Regions from separate parts of the Triticum aestivum genome. Here region 1 is linked to region 2. A link is a contact called in public Hi-C data. All regions are on one chromosome and are shown on one strand. Each heading gives the region's core, a stretch centred on a gene start, on an enhancer-like site or on the middle of the called end of the contact. The rest is flanking DNA. Distances are from core to core; before and after follow the strand shown.

Region 1 (7,454 bases), core at 1,235-3,734, 120 kb after region 2:
AGAAAAGTCCGTATTTCAACCCTGAACCAACCAGGCAGTTTGATTTACAACCTTCATCTTTGAAACCGGTCACATTACACCCTCAATTTATCACATACGTAGTTCAAAACACAACCCTTGACTCGGGTTTGGCTTGGTCAACTGGTTTTGACCGAGTCAAACCTGACTAGGCAGCCAACTCAGCAGCTGAACTATCCCTAAAACTGTTGGAGCTGGCTTCTCCGTTCGTAGCCGGCGAGCGGCGGCACTTCACCATGGAACCGAGGAGGGTAAAGAGGAGAGCTGGAGCGTGCACCAGGAGGCCGGTGGAGCTTGCACACCGGACAAATAGGACGTCACTGCAGGCCGCGCATGCCACCCGAGCTTGCGCACGTGCACGACGACGGATCCCCTCTGGCCCTCGTGCGAGCTCGCCTACACGTCCTTCCGCCGAGGTACCCCGTCCTTGCCGCTTAGCTGCTGTTGCTGCTGCAGACGCCGTAGCCGTCGGTAGGAGGCGCCCAACGGCCGCGTATCGGCCCCTGGTGAGCTGCAGCGCCGCCCTTTGCGGGTGGCCGAGGATCTGGACGTCGTCGGGGCGGCGTCAGCTCTGGTGGTGCGGAGCACCTTGGTGACGGGGCTCCACTGCCTGGCGGATACAGCCCGTGGCGGCGGCGCCGCCGCCGGTCGCCGGCCGACGGGGTCGTAGTTGTGGCCGCAGGGGCGGCGAGCCTTGGCGTCAGGCGACCCAGGTGACGGCTACGGGATTGGGTCGGGGTGAAGTGTGAACGGACATAGAGAGAGGGAGAGAGATCTAGGTCAGGATATGTGCGTTGTGGCTGCTTAGTTGGCTGCCTAGTCAGCTTTCACTTGGTCGAAACCAGTTTTTTTTTTCAGAAAAACTTTCAATCTATTCATCTTCAATCATGGAAGTACAACGAATACCAGAAATAAAAATTACATCTAGATTCGTAGACCACCCACCGACGACTATAAGCACCGAAGCGAGCCGAAGGCGCCGCCGTCATCGCCCCTCCATCGCCGGAGCCGGGCATAACTTGTTGTAGTAGACAGTCGGGAAGTCGTCATGCTAAGGCCCCATAGGACCAGCACCCCAGAACAGCAACCGTCGCCGATGAAAAATAACGTAGATCAAAAGGATCCAAACCGAAGACACACAAACGTAAACGAACAACGACGTGATCCGAGCAAATTCATCAAAGATAGATCTGCCGGAGACACACCTCCACACGTCCACCAACGATGCTAGACGCACCGCCGGAACGGGGGCTAGGCGGGGAGACCTTTATTCCATCTTCAGGGAGCCGCCGCCGTCTCGTCTTCCTGAGTAGGACACAAACTCTAACAAGATTGAAAAAATGACTAAAAACGGAGCCCTCCCGCCGGCTCTTGCCAGGATCCACCGCGCCTCCATGGCCCTAGGGCCACCGGAGACGAGGCGGACCTGCGCCGGCGCCGGCGCCGGCGAGAGGCACGGACCCTAACTTTTTTTCTTGAAGGAGGAGGAGGAGCACATTGCTGCGCTTTTTGGTCAAAACCAGTTAACCAAGCTAAAACCGAGTAAGGGTTGTGTTTTGAACTGTTTGATAAGTTAAGGGTGCAATGTGGCCGGTTCTAAAGATGAAGGTTGTAAATCAAACCGCCTGGTTAGTTTAAGGTTGAAATGTGGACTTTTCTCAAAGGAAAAACTTGCATTATCATGTTATTAAAAACTTGGTTGGCCAGTTTTGCACGTATATTACAACTATTAAGATCTTGTAAGATTTTTTTTCGGAAAAATGACCCAAGGTGCTATAGATAGCTCCACGCCAAGTGGACATGACAAAACCCAGACCTTAATCTTGACCATCAAATGCTATATCTGGACTAATTAACAAGGCCTATATGTATCGGTTTTTACCCTGTTTTTCGTTAATTAATCGGGCAATTATCTTCTTTTTAATTAGGATCCATGCGTGTGGACGAGTTGCCAGATGCGTGTGGACCTATCGAAACCACGTAAAAAACATCCGTGTCTCCAACTGCGTTTGAATCCTCCAAACCCTTCCCTTTACTTTCTTGCAAGTTGCATGCTTTAATTTCCGCTGCCTATACATTCTTTACATGCTTGCTTGATTTGAGTGATAATTGCTTGACTCGTCCAAAGATTGTTAAAATCTGTCAAACTCTAAAATTGGGAAAATATTAAGTTTTTAATTGGTCAAGTAGTCTAATCATCCCAGTCTAGACATACTTCAAGGTCCTACAAGGGGCTGCTTGGTATACGGCGGTCCGGTGTCATGGCGTGTGGTGGGACAATGATGGAGGGCGCAGCGGTGGCGGATCATCTGTGCTTGCCGCGCTGCCGTTGTTGGCTTTTATTTCTTCTTCTTTTCCCTTTTGGGCTTGGTGCGCCGTTCATCCCGACAGGCGACAGTTACCCTATGATCGGTGTCTGTTACTTTATAATATAAAACGGGAAAACCCTTTTTCGGTAAAGGACCACCAAACCCATTTCATTTCCCCGCCGTCCGCACTGAAAATTCGAACTGAACTCGCCAGAGACAGAAAGAGAGGAAATCATCCCCAATTCCCCCTCCCGCCCCCAACTCCGACGACCCGCCGCCGCCGCCGCCGCCGCCGCCGCGATGCAGCGCAGCATGGACGCGTCGATTTCGGCGCTGTGCGGCTCCCTCTCCCAGGTGCTCACCCACGCCGACGACTCCTCCCGCGCGCTCTCCGACGCCCTCTCCCGCCGCGCCATCCCCCTCGGTACCGCATCTGACCTCGCCGCCGTCCCCCGCTAGGGTTTCGCCAGCCACCGCTTTTCATTCCTTCCTGCCTGCTCACGGAGGACGTGTGCGTGCGCGTGTTCCCTCGCAGAGTCGGCGACGAACGCGTTCCTGCAGGGGCTGGACCGGCGGGTGGAGGCGGCGGGCGCCGACCTGGCGCGCCTCGAGTCCATGGCCTTCGGCACCGTCTCCGTCGAGGAGCTCCTCGGCCACTGCCGCGAGGCCCTCAACATCGTCTCCCGCCACGCTGACGCCGTCGAGTTCCGCCTCGTCTCCTTCGGCTACGTCGCCCCCCGTGAGTCTCACTGATCCCCCTTCAGGCAATCAGGCAGGAACACACTGGCGACGTCACTTTGGAGCTCTGCCCTGCAGTGTTCGTCTTGTTTTGCTGAGGTTCATCGGGTTTCTCTTGTTGGCGCAGAGGTGGATGACGAGGTGGAAGAGGAGGAGGAAGGTGGAGACTTGGGGGAGCTTGATGTCCCCGGGAATGGGCTCTTGGGAGGGGCAAGTTCGGTCCTCAGGTCTGCCCGGAAGCACTTCGACGACGATGAACTGTATCCTTCCATTACTAAGGCATTTTCAGAGATGCATTTTTGGTTGTGTTGGGTGTGATCTATGACCGGGCTGATGGAACGGGTACATAGCAATTCGAGATGCATAGGCTCCAAATAGAAGATGTCAGCTTGCGCCTAGCTGGCTAGCTGTAAGGTTTGCAATTACAGCGTTGTCAGTGAAGTCAGAATTTGAAGATTTATAAGCATTATTAGGAGTTGAACCATCCTTATTCTGCCCCTATTATTAGCTGTTAACCTTTACTACCAATTTTTCCTGCTAAATGTGTAAATCTCCCTAATATCATTGTCATACCATCATTTGGGACCAGCAAACATTGGAGATTATGATTGGTTCGGTTATATTGGATAAGCTTAGAATTTTGAATGCACCAAGTCTGAACTTTGACATTCTTTTGTGTTTCTGCTAGTGATCTGTGCGATTGAGATACAGAGTATTGAGTTCTTTCTTGACTTCATGTAAGATTTGAGGAGTCCATGTCACTAAAGAACTTTGGGATTTCTGATGCTTGTCTAGCTACTCTGTCCTCTCAAGGTACAGAACACTTGCAATGCATCTTCCAAAATCAACTGTTTAGATGCATTATACATATTAGTATTTTTTACTGCAAGTCCTAAATCAAATAGAGATAATAATTTCTTTCGGATGTCGCAGATATTGATTTTTCTGCGAGCCCAAAGATGCCTGACAGAAAACCTGGAAGGTAACTCAACGAAATACAGACATATATGAGATATCTATTGCAACGTCCTTTTCAGGCTGTTTTTTTTTGTTGTTCTCCACAGTTCTTTACTTGTTTTATCTTCATTGAAAATCACCTTGTGTTTATACTGTTCAGTTTTGATGATGACCAAAAGATCTTGGAGGAAGCTGAAGAACCCACACCTCCCCAAATTGAAACATATGAGCAAGATGGTCAGCAGAGTGTATCTGTTATGTTTAGAAGATATATTAAATGCTTGCTTTTCATGACTGACATCTCTGTTGAATCCGTGAAGACAACGCTTTCCAAGGAATGATAAGGGCGTCGAAGGAGGAGTACGATAAACTTCCTCCTTACATGAAGACTCTTGCATCATGGGAGGTCTGACTTCTTTTAAACTCTTTAAAGTCTTTTCTGATTAATTACTAGAAGGGAGAAGTCATGCAATGTCTTTTCTTGCCTCTTGCCATAAACTCTTTAAAGTCTTTTCTGATTTGGTCTCTGCACTGCAGTGGTTTCATGACGATAGTAGTGTTATCTTAGTTATGCCACCTCGAAGCAAATCTACTGCAATGCTTTACCTTTTTTGCGGCCTCTCTTTTTATCAGGAATTGCATGACGCCGTCTCAAAACTAAATGCATACTTTGGTGGTGATAAGGCTCAGGGGAGTTTGAATCAGGATGATGTTGCATCAGTCGGCTTGGGTATGTTATAATCTTATACTTGCCATTCCCTGCCCGCAGAAATGTCAAATGCTTTTACACTAGACTAGACAAATTCCATTGAGGTTTCCTTTCACTTCCTTGTCTTGTAGGGCGCAAAGGAAGATCCTACTTGTTGATCCTTCTGCGGTTGAATCAACTGGTTATGGAGACGATTGACGGCTCGATCTTCTACAACCTACGCAAGAACGACTCCTAGGCGAATTTTCCAGAAAACCTTGGGAAGCAGAAGGGGATATAGCCGATACTACCACCATACTGTATTGTAATGTTCTCTATATAATAATGTGTTGCGATGTAGTAGTTAGTCTGGTGCATAACTTGGTTCTTTTCAAAGGCAGTGGCTTGGATTTGATTGATGTAAGTTTTTAGAATATCAGACTTGAAGCTGTATACTCAGAGTTGAAGCTGCAAGAGTATTTTAACTGAAGCAGAGTGGAAACTGTATGATGAAAAATTGTTGCCTATCTTTCTGTTAACTGTGTGATGTTTTTAGGAGTATCTAAACTGAAGCAGAGGAGGTGCTGAAATCACAACACCACATCTTGCATGACAAACTGAAGAATTGACTATTGTTCAGAATTGCTTCCTGCTGCAGTGTCATCCCAAGATCTCTGAAGTTTTATCAACTCCGGTGCACTTAAATGAATCTTGCCTTACAATGTTGCAAATCTTAATCTTCTATTTATACATATTTACTATCTACATTCCTCCAACGAGGCACATATATATGATGATGATGATGATGATGATGATGATATATCTACAAATTACAATGTACACAGCTTCAGAATTTGTTGAATTCTTCAGACTCCATGTCCTGCCTTGCCATGCAGGATGCAGCAGCATCAGCGGGGGAAGGTCCCTCCAATCAGGATGCTCAAGGTTTCCGTGAAATGGACTCCGGATCATATAATCTCTCAAGGATGCTCTGCGACAGTATCTATCTAGGCCACAAACGCTGATGAAGAAGAAGAACCGTATATCTCGTTTGCCTGAGCCAGGGAGACGTACACGACGTCCGTCAGCGAGCTGTGGGTCCGGCCGTAGAAAATGTACACGAAGACCCCCATCACCAGCCACACCCCGACCCGCATCCACGTGCCACCCCTGAAGAACATACATAGGTTGCCAAAAAATGTTCAGACACATACATACAAATCTTTCCATTCTGAATGTTTCGTTGGCAAAAGTAAAGTTATCAGCGAGTGAGATCATTGCTTGAGGTACTCACCCTAGATTTATGAGCAAGTATGTGTTTATGAGAATGCACATCACCGGCAGCAGCGGAACAAACGGGCAGATGAATCCTGCAGAGGGAGCGGCAGAAAGGAGCTGTGACATCAAGTTACGGAGAGAAGCGTGAAAATGCCGTGATGCGAGTGTACCTCCAGAGTGACCAAATGAGTGCCTTCCGTCGTCTTGGTCGATCCAGGAGAGCATTCCGAGACCAGCCAGGAGGAGCAGGCCACCAAACACGCAGAATAAGCACATCACCAGGCTAACGTGAAACGGGAGAGACGCGTGTTAGACAGGCCAGTATGTCATTGCACAGGAAAGTTCATCGTGGGAACAAGATATGCCCGGTCACTTACAATGGCAGGAACGTTACGGAAGCTGAAGCCGTCAGGATTAGAACCCCTACGCATACAGCTGCAATGCTGCGAGCAGCGGTTTTCCGCCGCTTTAACTCATCCAATTTGTCTGATGGATTGACAGAGAAACCGGTTAGCCAGCTTATAATAAGTAGAATGCACATACTCAGAAAATGTAGACTCGACCAAAGTCGAAATGCAATTTCCTAGACTTACTTGCGTACAGCTGCTTCTCAATAAGAGGGTCGCTGATTGATTCTACTACGATCACATCCTTAATCTCAGACGTCCCCTGTTCATGGTTCCCATCTCCAAGAGGACTCCCCACCTTTTCCTCATCACATTCTTGGCTTAAGCGGAACGACGTTTGCAGAGAGGATGGCAGGGGTACCTCATCTGGAGGAACATATCTGAGGATCAAGATGGAGACGGCGACTATGGTGAACGCGAGGAGCGTGCCTACACTGACCTGCAACCAAACTTAACTCCTTTAGATCCAATATTTAGTACTCATAAAAGTCTTAATCTTCATGAAATCTCATCTTGAGCCAAAATCCATCAAATTTCTCAAATGGAAACTATTTAAAGGTTCCTAGATCCTTACCATTCCTGCTAGTTGTGAAACATCCATGAAGAACGCCAGAGAAGCGGCACAGATGCCAGTTATGATTGTGCTCTTGACAGGAACTTGTGTCTTTTCGCTAACATCAGAGAAGAAGGATGGCAACAGCCCATCTCTCGCCATGGCCATCAATATCCTTGGCTGTGGCAGAAGTGATCCCATCAAGGTTGAGCAGAGAGCGAGAACAGCACCAGATGTTACAAGGTACCTAAAATAAGACAGCGCAGTAATAAAAAAAGAAGCCTCAGCAGGAAGCACACCAAGTGATGCACGGCGAAATGGAAGCACTGTCAAAAGGAGTCCTTACATCGCCCACTGCATCCCGTGCCTCGCAAAGGCGGACGAAATAGGGGTATCTGGGTCCATAGCAAAGTATGGCACCAGACCGACAATAACAACCGAAACCAGCATGTACAAGGAACAGCAAATCGTCAATGATGTGGCTATTCCCAGCGGCAGATCCCGTT
Region 2 (7,433 bases), core at 4,249-6,748:
TAGTTCAGACCGAAGAACGTCACGGTAGTTTTTTCTCAGCCTCCCTGATCACTCTCAGGCAGAAGGCCCGACGTGGTGCTGCTGACGGAGACGGGGATCGCGGGAGGGACCGCTCGCTCCATGCCGGCCTCGTCGCTGAGAGACATCTGGACGGGCGCCGCGCTCGGCCAGGGCATCGAGTGTGCGGGCATCGGGGCCAACCCCGGCGACGAAGCCCCAACCGTAAACATCGACCACCTGGCTCCCGCCGCCGGCACAGGCAAGCCCGCGCCGATGCTGATCGGGTGCGGAGCCGCGCCGTTCTCGCGCGACCTGATCAAGGCCGCCTCCCGGCTGCTGCGCCGGGCAGACGGAGGCGGCGGCGCTGCCCGGGGTGGCCTCATCTGCGTCACCGGCTCCATGCATATGGTCGCGGCGGTGCTGCAGCAGCTTGAGCAGTAGCTCCCCAATCCCCATCAGTTACAGTCCACCAGTACAGCGCATTACATGGTTTGGAATCGATGGGATTAAGCAGTGATGTTAACTTTCATAAAGCTACCAAGAAAGCGTCGATGCGCCGTGCATGTCCTTTTCTTGGTTGTCTACTTGTGAGAGCGACAAGTCCTTGGCCTTGTTCGCACTCACACCCTAGTAGTTGACCTCGGTCGACTTTACAAAGTTGTTCTTTTTAAACAATTATTAATTAATTTTTATACTGTTCTAATAGTTTATTCATCTACTAGAGAAATGTTTCGGTTCATGGAGGAAAATCTGATTTCTTAATTGTACAATTTTGTTCAAACGGATGCAGGAAAAATTCACTGTGATGTAATAATATTTGGTCATCTGATGGGGAAAGAATGTACTCTACTAATATTTTATTCATATAGAGTTTAGAATGTCTGGGATCTTGCATGAAACTCATCGTGTTCTCAACATCATCAACTGAAATCATTTTCTTTTCTTTCTTTTTCATCCGCCTAAGCATAGCTTCTGTCTTGATTCTTTGTCTGTTTGTGTTATTTGGTGTTGGTTGTGTGCATTCTAGTCATGCATATGCGAGATGTGTTCTTATTGGTGTTTGTATCCTACGTGGTCATGTAGGACCCAATCTACTACTCCCTCCGTCCGAAAATACTTGTCTTACAAAATGGTTGTATCTAGACTCATTTTAATAATAGATACATTCGTTTTATCCATTTTTAGGACAATTATTTCCAGACGGCGGGAGTACTATTAAGCTGGATTTTGCATAGTAGACTAGCAAGAATTAAGCGAATCCAGTTCGAGCCGACAATAGATGTTCACTCTTCAGGGCTTCCAGGCACAATGCAAACTTCTACGAACAAGTCACGTACTTGCCTACCTATGTCGAACATGGTGTTCAAAAGTAATAACATTACTAATACACGAATACAAAAGATAATATAATTGTCCCCATGATTACCTTTGTAGGGCATATTCTAGATCAGAGGGAGTGTACTATAGGTGTGGAACATGAGTGGATACGGTCGGATAAAGATTAGATACCGAAGCGGGAAGATAACATACGGCTACAATGCTAGTACATATTTATATTTAAACAACACTCCCTCCGATTCCATACTCTAGTGCATATAGATTTCTTTAAAAGTCGAAAATTCCTTACTATATTCTACACCACGGAGTTGAAGCTTTTGATAAAAGAAAAATATCCTAATCACTTTGTGTAACAACCAAAGGCCCGCTTCGAGCTATGGACTCGCGGCAGATCAAAATATCTTGCTTACCTAGGATGTTTATTCTTTTTCATGTAAAAAAACACCCCAAAAGCTCAAACAAAAGGGGCCAAGGTAATATACCATCTCATAAACTCGGCAAAACTACTCAAAATAGTAATAATAAATAAATTATGTGAATTAAGTAGAGGCTCGACACTGGCGGCCAGCGGATCAGAGAGCATCTCTCCCGCCTCTAGGGTATCTCTACTCCTAATGGAGCAGTTGGTAGTCTCACTTCCAGGTTTTTTTTCGTCCCACCTCACCCGGTTTTTTTTGGTACTTCTTTGGTACTTCCTCCCACCTCCCACCCGTTTCATTTCGCTGGTTTTTTTCGTCCCTCCCCTACCCCGCCGGTTTAGTTTCGCGTCACCCTCTCACACAATGAAAAAAATCTTAACGGATCATAACTTTCCATGCGTAACCCTCCCATCAATGCAATTTGATTTAGAAAACATATAATAAATTTTAAGGAAACAAATAACAGACTTTAAAGAAAAATCCAATTTTAAGGAAACAAATCAATCGATCCATCCAAATCAAACGATCCATCTCATCAATGCAATTTGCTTTAGAAAACATATAATGGATGTGAAGGAAACAAATAATAGACTATCTAAATCAATCGATCCATCCCATCAATGCAATTTGATTTAGGAAACATATAATAAATTTTAAGGAAACAAATAACAGACTTTAAAAAAAAATCCAATTTTAAGGAAACAAATCAATCGATCCATCCAAATCAAACGATCCATCTCATCAATGCAATTTGCTTTAGGAAACATATAATGGATGTGAAGGAAACAAATAATAGACTATCCAAATCAATCGATCCATCCCATCAATGCAATTTGATTTAGGAAACATATAATAAATTTTAAGAAAACAAATAACAGACTTTAAAGAAAAATCCAATTAACTAATCTCTACTCTTAAAGGCCCCTCGATTGAGTTTTGTCCCTCGCTTCCTTTCCCAGCACTTATACAATGGAAGGAATTATAATCCACCTATTTGTTCTCCTATATATCCGTGCAGGCAACACAACATAAACCGGTGAAAAAAACACTCACCTCGCACGTCCCCCTGCCTGCAATCCCGAAACGCCGCCATCGCTCCAGGCTCCAGCCTCCGCCGTCCTACATCTTGCCCCTCTCCAACCTCAGAGACCTCCGCCACCGCCGCCATCTCGGAACCCCAGTTCAGGGCAGGACTCAGAGAGGGTGTGGCTGTGGACGACGCTGCCGCCGTCGCAGAACCCTAGGGCAGGGCGTGGTCGCGTTGCGGGCAGCGCGAGCGGCCGTGCGTCTCCCCCGTCAGGCTGTCCTCGGCAGGAACTCGGGACCTCCTCCTGACAGAGCTAAGGCCCTCCGAGGTCCAAGTCGCTGTGCGGCGTGCACAGTAATCTCCCCGGCCTACTCCGTCTTCACGTCAATGCTCATGTGCTCCGACCCTCCCCGACCCCTCCCAGCAAGCAGCAGAGTCTCTCGGGTTCGAGCTCCACCGGGCCGCCGGCGGCGGCGTCCATGTTCGTTGGGCAGAGCACAACGCTAGGTTTGAAATTCACCATGATGCTACTGATGAGGCTCTCCTTCTCCTTTGTTTCGTCTGGGTTTTTTCGTCCCCCCTCCCACCACCCCATCTCGTCTGGGTTTGAAATCAATAAGAGCAGCACAAAGTCTAGGTCCCTGTCTCGGTGGCAGACGGAAGGAGAAGAAGGATTGATATGTATGAGAATATTAATATTGAACTCTTAAAGTTAATATGGCCCCGTTGCAACGCACGGGCGTTCTTCTAGTATTTATAGCATACCAGCTACATCAACGACATGAAATGTGAGGCAAGGACGATTGTAGTTGGGACTTGGATGACAAGTGGAGCGGGGATGCACGATGGCAAGGTAGGTTGCACCTACAACGGCATGGAGACTCTAGGTCGTTGATCTCGATAGGGGGCTCTAGCCTGATGAGAGAGAGAGAGAGAGATCTGTAGAGAAAAATATCTATGCATAAGTTGTAAAATTGTTTTTTATTTAGCATTACATATGAAGATTTGTTTTTCATGAACTTGATCAATGTCCACACCCTTTATTTTGCAATGGGGGAATAACTCTGGGTGAAACCGGAGCGGATTTGGTCTGATAGTGCTCAAACGATATTTTATATACTTTTTCAAACATGGAGGTAAGACGGATAACAGGCAAACACATGTTCGAATACCGGATTATGTCAGATTGGGCATATATATAGCATGGTAGTCAATTATGCAGAAATAATAAGCAACTATTAATACTTGCACGCATGAAGCACACATAAAAAAATTAGAAAGGTAGTAAAACAATCTAAATAAACCACTAACAAGCATCTATCCCGTCTCATAGGTGAAGATGACATGCACGTATTGGTAGTTAATATTTGCAGTTATACCAATCATATAACCATATTTTATAAGGTCGGATTATCCAACAAAAAAATGATCACCTCATATTAGCAATACCATATCCTAACAACCGGAATCCGACTTGGACTCGGATTCAGATTTAGATTGTACCCGAACAAAACATTTAATTGTACTCTGCACCACCGGGTTTAAAAATGGTTTTGGTCCAAAATATCAGAAAAGCTATTTAGCTAACGTTCCCTAGGAGTGGTTTTCTTGGGGACATTCTCCAGTGCGTCCAATTCCCATGTGTGAATCTTAAAGCAATATGCGTGGTAATCACTGTTCACTTTCATGCATCCCACTGAGCTTGCATCCCACTGAGCGAATCAAATTCCTTTTCATATAGCATGACAATTCTTTGATGTACCGTTGCAAGTCTACATGTAGCAAGACAATTCATGGACATGCATAAAAATTCCTTTTTTTTGTTCTTTAGTCAGGCAATTTTCTACGATGCATCATGGTAAAAATGATGAAACACATGACAGTTTATTTCGCTGCAACATGACACATTTTTGAGATTTTCTTTCTGCTAGCATGAGAATATTTTTATTTTCAACATGAGAAATCTTTCTATAGCAGCATCAGAAATATATCTGTTATATTCATGACAATTTCTGAACAAATAAGATAGTAGTCATCTAAACGCTCTTATATTTCTTTATAGAGGGAGTAATTCCCGAGCGCTTGTTGAAAGTGGTTTTTCGACATGGCAAACTTTTGTACAATAACATGGCAAATACATCTGCTATAGCACGGCAATCGCTAAATGAACAACATAGCAATTCCCGAGCCTTGGACGGAAGCGGTTTTTGAGGCAGCACTTTTTACGTCGCGTCACTCAAGTAAGGCTTTTATAAGAAATGTTTGTCAGGGCCGTACGAAATTATACTACACCCGTTAACAAATATAAGATGCTTTGGACGTTTTAATATGAACTACGTACAGACTAAAGAAAGTGAACAAACATATTTAAACATATCATGCGGGGTGAATTTACAACGTCCAAACGAAACCATGTCTAGAGAAGGTTTTCCTCGCTCAATGCACAAGGGTGAAGAATTACTTGATATAGATTTGGTCTAGAAAAAGGTTAGAACATCGTTTATTTATGAGCATTTTTGCTCCTGTCGCTCTTGGAGGCAGCTCGAAATATCTGGCTCCTTTGGGAAAGCCTACGTAATCCACCGCCTGCTAGATTCGGCGAATCCAGCGGAGAGCCTCGCTCGACACTCGACAGCGGCGGCCAGCAGATCTCAGAGTCGGACAGTGAGGAGAGGGCGAGAGCGTCTCCCCCGCACCGCACGTGAGCAGCCGCAGTTTTCCGGGGGGCGACAAACCGTGGACTCCCGTGCTGCCGGTTTTGCTTTCCGCCTCCCCGAAATGGCGGGCGGCGGCACACCCTCTCTCTCTCTAGATCTCTCTCTATCCATCCGCACGCATACGCTTTCTCTCTCTAGACCGGAGTAGAAGAAAAGCAAGAACCGGTTGCGGTGCCGAGGGCGACCACCGAACCCGTCGGACGGATCGAACCCACCGCCCCGGTTTCGTCCCTCCTCGCCCGTCCCGCCGTGTCGTGTCGCCTCCACCGTCAACCCACCGTCGAGCGGCACCTGGTTTTGCTCCGTCCGCCCCCGCTGACCCCCCGCATATATCCCGAGCTCTCCTGTTGCCCCCTCGTCCATCCCCACCGGCTCGCTTGCTTTGTCCCTCTCCTTCCGCGATCCAGCGAGTTTCTTTCGGTTTCTTGGAGTTGCCTGCCGGCCGGCCATGGGCGCGGGGGTGGTGGAGCTCGGGCCCGGGGTGGTCGAGGTGGGGGCGGCGGAGGCCGTGCAGACCGTGCCGCCGGCCAAGAGGAGGCGGGTGCTGGCCGTCAAGACCCTCAAGGCCGCGGCGGCGGCGGCAGGAAGGGGGCCGCGGCTCGCCAGGAGGCCGCCCGCCATCCAGCGGCTCTTCCAGGCCTGCCGCGCCGTCTTCCGGGGCCCCGGCACCGTGCCCAAGCCCGCCGAGGTCGCCCTGCTCCGCGCCATGCTCGGTACGCTACGCTAACCAACCACCGCTCCTCTCAAACCTACTTGTATGTATACGTACTAGCTACTACTAGTAGTAGTACATGCGCAATCAGCCAATCAGGACCTTGAAATTTAATTTGGTGCATGGAGCGACCCGTTAAAAGTTCAAGCCTTTGCTTGTGTACATCCAAATTAGTTTTACATGTCTTGGATACCATGCAATAAGTTCAGAATTTGCTGCAGTTTTCACTTGATAATTCTAGTGTCCGTCATTCTTCTCTGCGTACTCAACATGCTTAATTTTGATCTTTTTTCTAAAAAGAATATGTTTAATCTGAGCATGCAAATGGAACATACTCTCCGTAGCTGAAATGCAGTGGGTTCGGAAATGGGAGTGTCCTGGTTGCACAAAATGCTGATGATGCTGAATTTCGGCTTCCGGCCGTGATGTTTGCAGACAAAATGAGACCAGAGGACTTCGGCCTAAGCCCAGACATGCCCTTCTTCAGGAACAGAGATGCGCCGGCAACCGAAGGGACCCCGGCCATCACACACACCACCATATACAAATCCGAGAAATTTTCCGTAAGTGCAAAGTGTGTGCATGGTGTATACTGTTTACCCAAGGGAAGTAGGAACTAGTTGCTGACATTTCCTTTTCTTTGTTGCTTGGCAGATGGTTCTCTTCTTCTTGCCGACGAATGCGGTCATCCCTCTGCACAACCACCCCGGGATGACGGTGTTCAACAAGCTGCTCATCGGATCGATGCACGCAAAGTCATATGACTGGGCTGATCCCGACGATCCGGCTAATGAGAGTGGCGCTTCGTCACCTGATGGTAAATGTGAGCTTCCCATCCATTTCTGCTACAATTGTCACCAGATCCCCTGCTTCTGCCCCCCAGTATGCCTGGCTACGCAAATGTGCTATAACGTTTAGACTTGCTTGCTTGCAGTGAGGCTGGCGCAACTAATCGTGGACGATGTTTTCACGGCGCCGTGCGACACGTCGGTCCTGTTCCCGACGGCGGGAGGCAACATGCACCGGTTCAGGGCCGTCGCGCCATCCGCGTTCCTCGACATCCTCGGCCCCCCTTACTCCATCGAAGAGGACCGAGACTGCACGTACTACACGGACATTCCATACTCCCAGCATCCAAGTAAGTTAGAAATACTGATCTCAGAAATCTAATCTAGATACATTATGGAGATGGACTTGCTACTAGTGCTGAATTTCGACAC

What was found. A called contact is a pair of places that touch in the nucleus more often than the background predicts.
Region 1: a Hi-C map of leaf shows a contact between it and region 2, with 6 times the contacts expected there. The contact joins the promoter of LOC123110176 here to the promoter of LOC123110174 in region 2. A contact is called at or near these places in 1 of 5 Hi-C or Micro-C datasets (leaf) and 1 of 1 datasets of contacts at active chromatin or transcription factors (leaf).

Annotation. Positions count from the first base shown.
Region 1 is chr5B:21,756,040-21,763,493 of IWGSC CS RefSeq v2.1, forward strand. It overlaps LOC123110176, which reads left to right and starts at 2,485. Exons shown (of 9, transcript XM_044530651.1): 1 at 2,485-2,751; 2 at 2,863-3,066; 3 at 3,193-3,325; 4 at 3,808-3,878; 5 at 3,999-4,047; 6 at 4,183-4,259; 7 at 4,343-4,428; 8 at 4,656-4,752; 9 at 4,863-5,200. The coding sequence starts at 2,628. The coding sequence ends at 4,969. It overlaps LOC123110175 (cationic amino acid transporter 2, vacuolar), which reads right to left. Exons shown (of 13, transcript XR_006453196.1): 7 at 7,295-7,454; 8 at 6,970-7,195; 9 at 6,582-6,834; 10 at 6,366-6,474; 11 at 6,005-6,271; 12 at 5,495-5,880.
Region 2 is chr5B:21,631,824-21,639,256 of IWGSC CS RefSeq v2.1, forward strand. It overlaps LOC123110174 (plant cysteine oxidase 2), which reads left to right and starts at 5,499. Exons shown (of 5, transcript XM_044530648.1): 1 at 5,499-6,214; 2 at 6,649-6,776; 3 at 6,868-7,030; 4 at 7,148-7,351. The coding sequence starts at 5,950. LOC123110173 (dihydrofolate synthetase) reads left to right here. Exons shown (of 10, transcript XM_044530645.1): 10 at 59-837. The coding sequence ends at 441.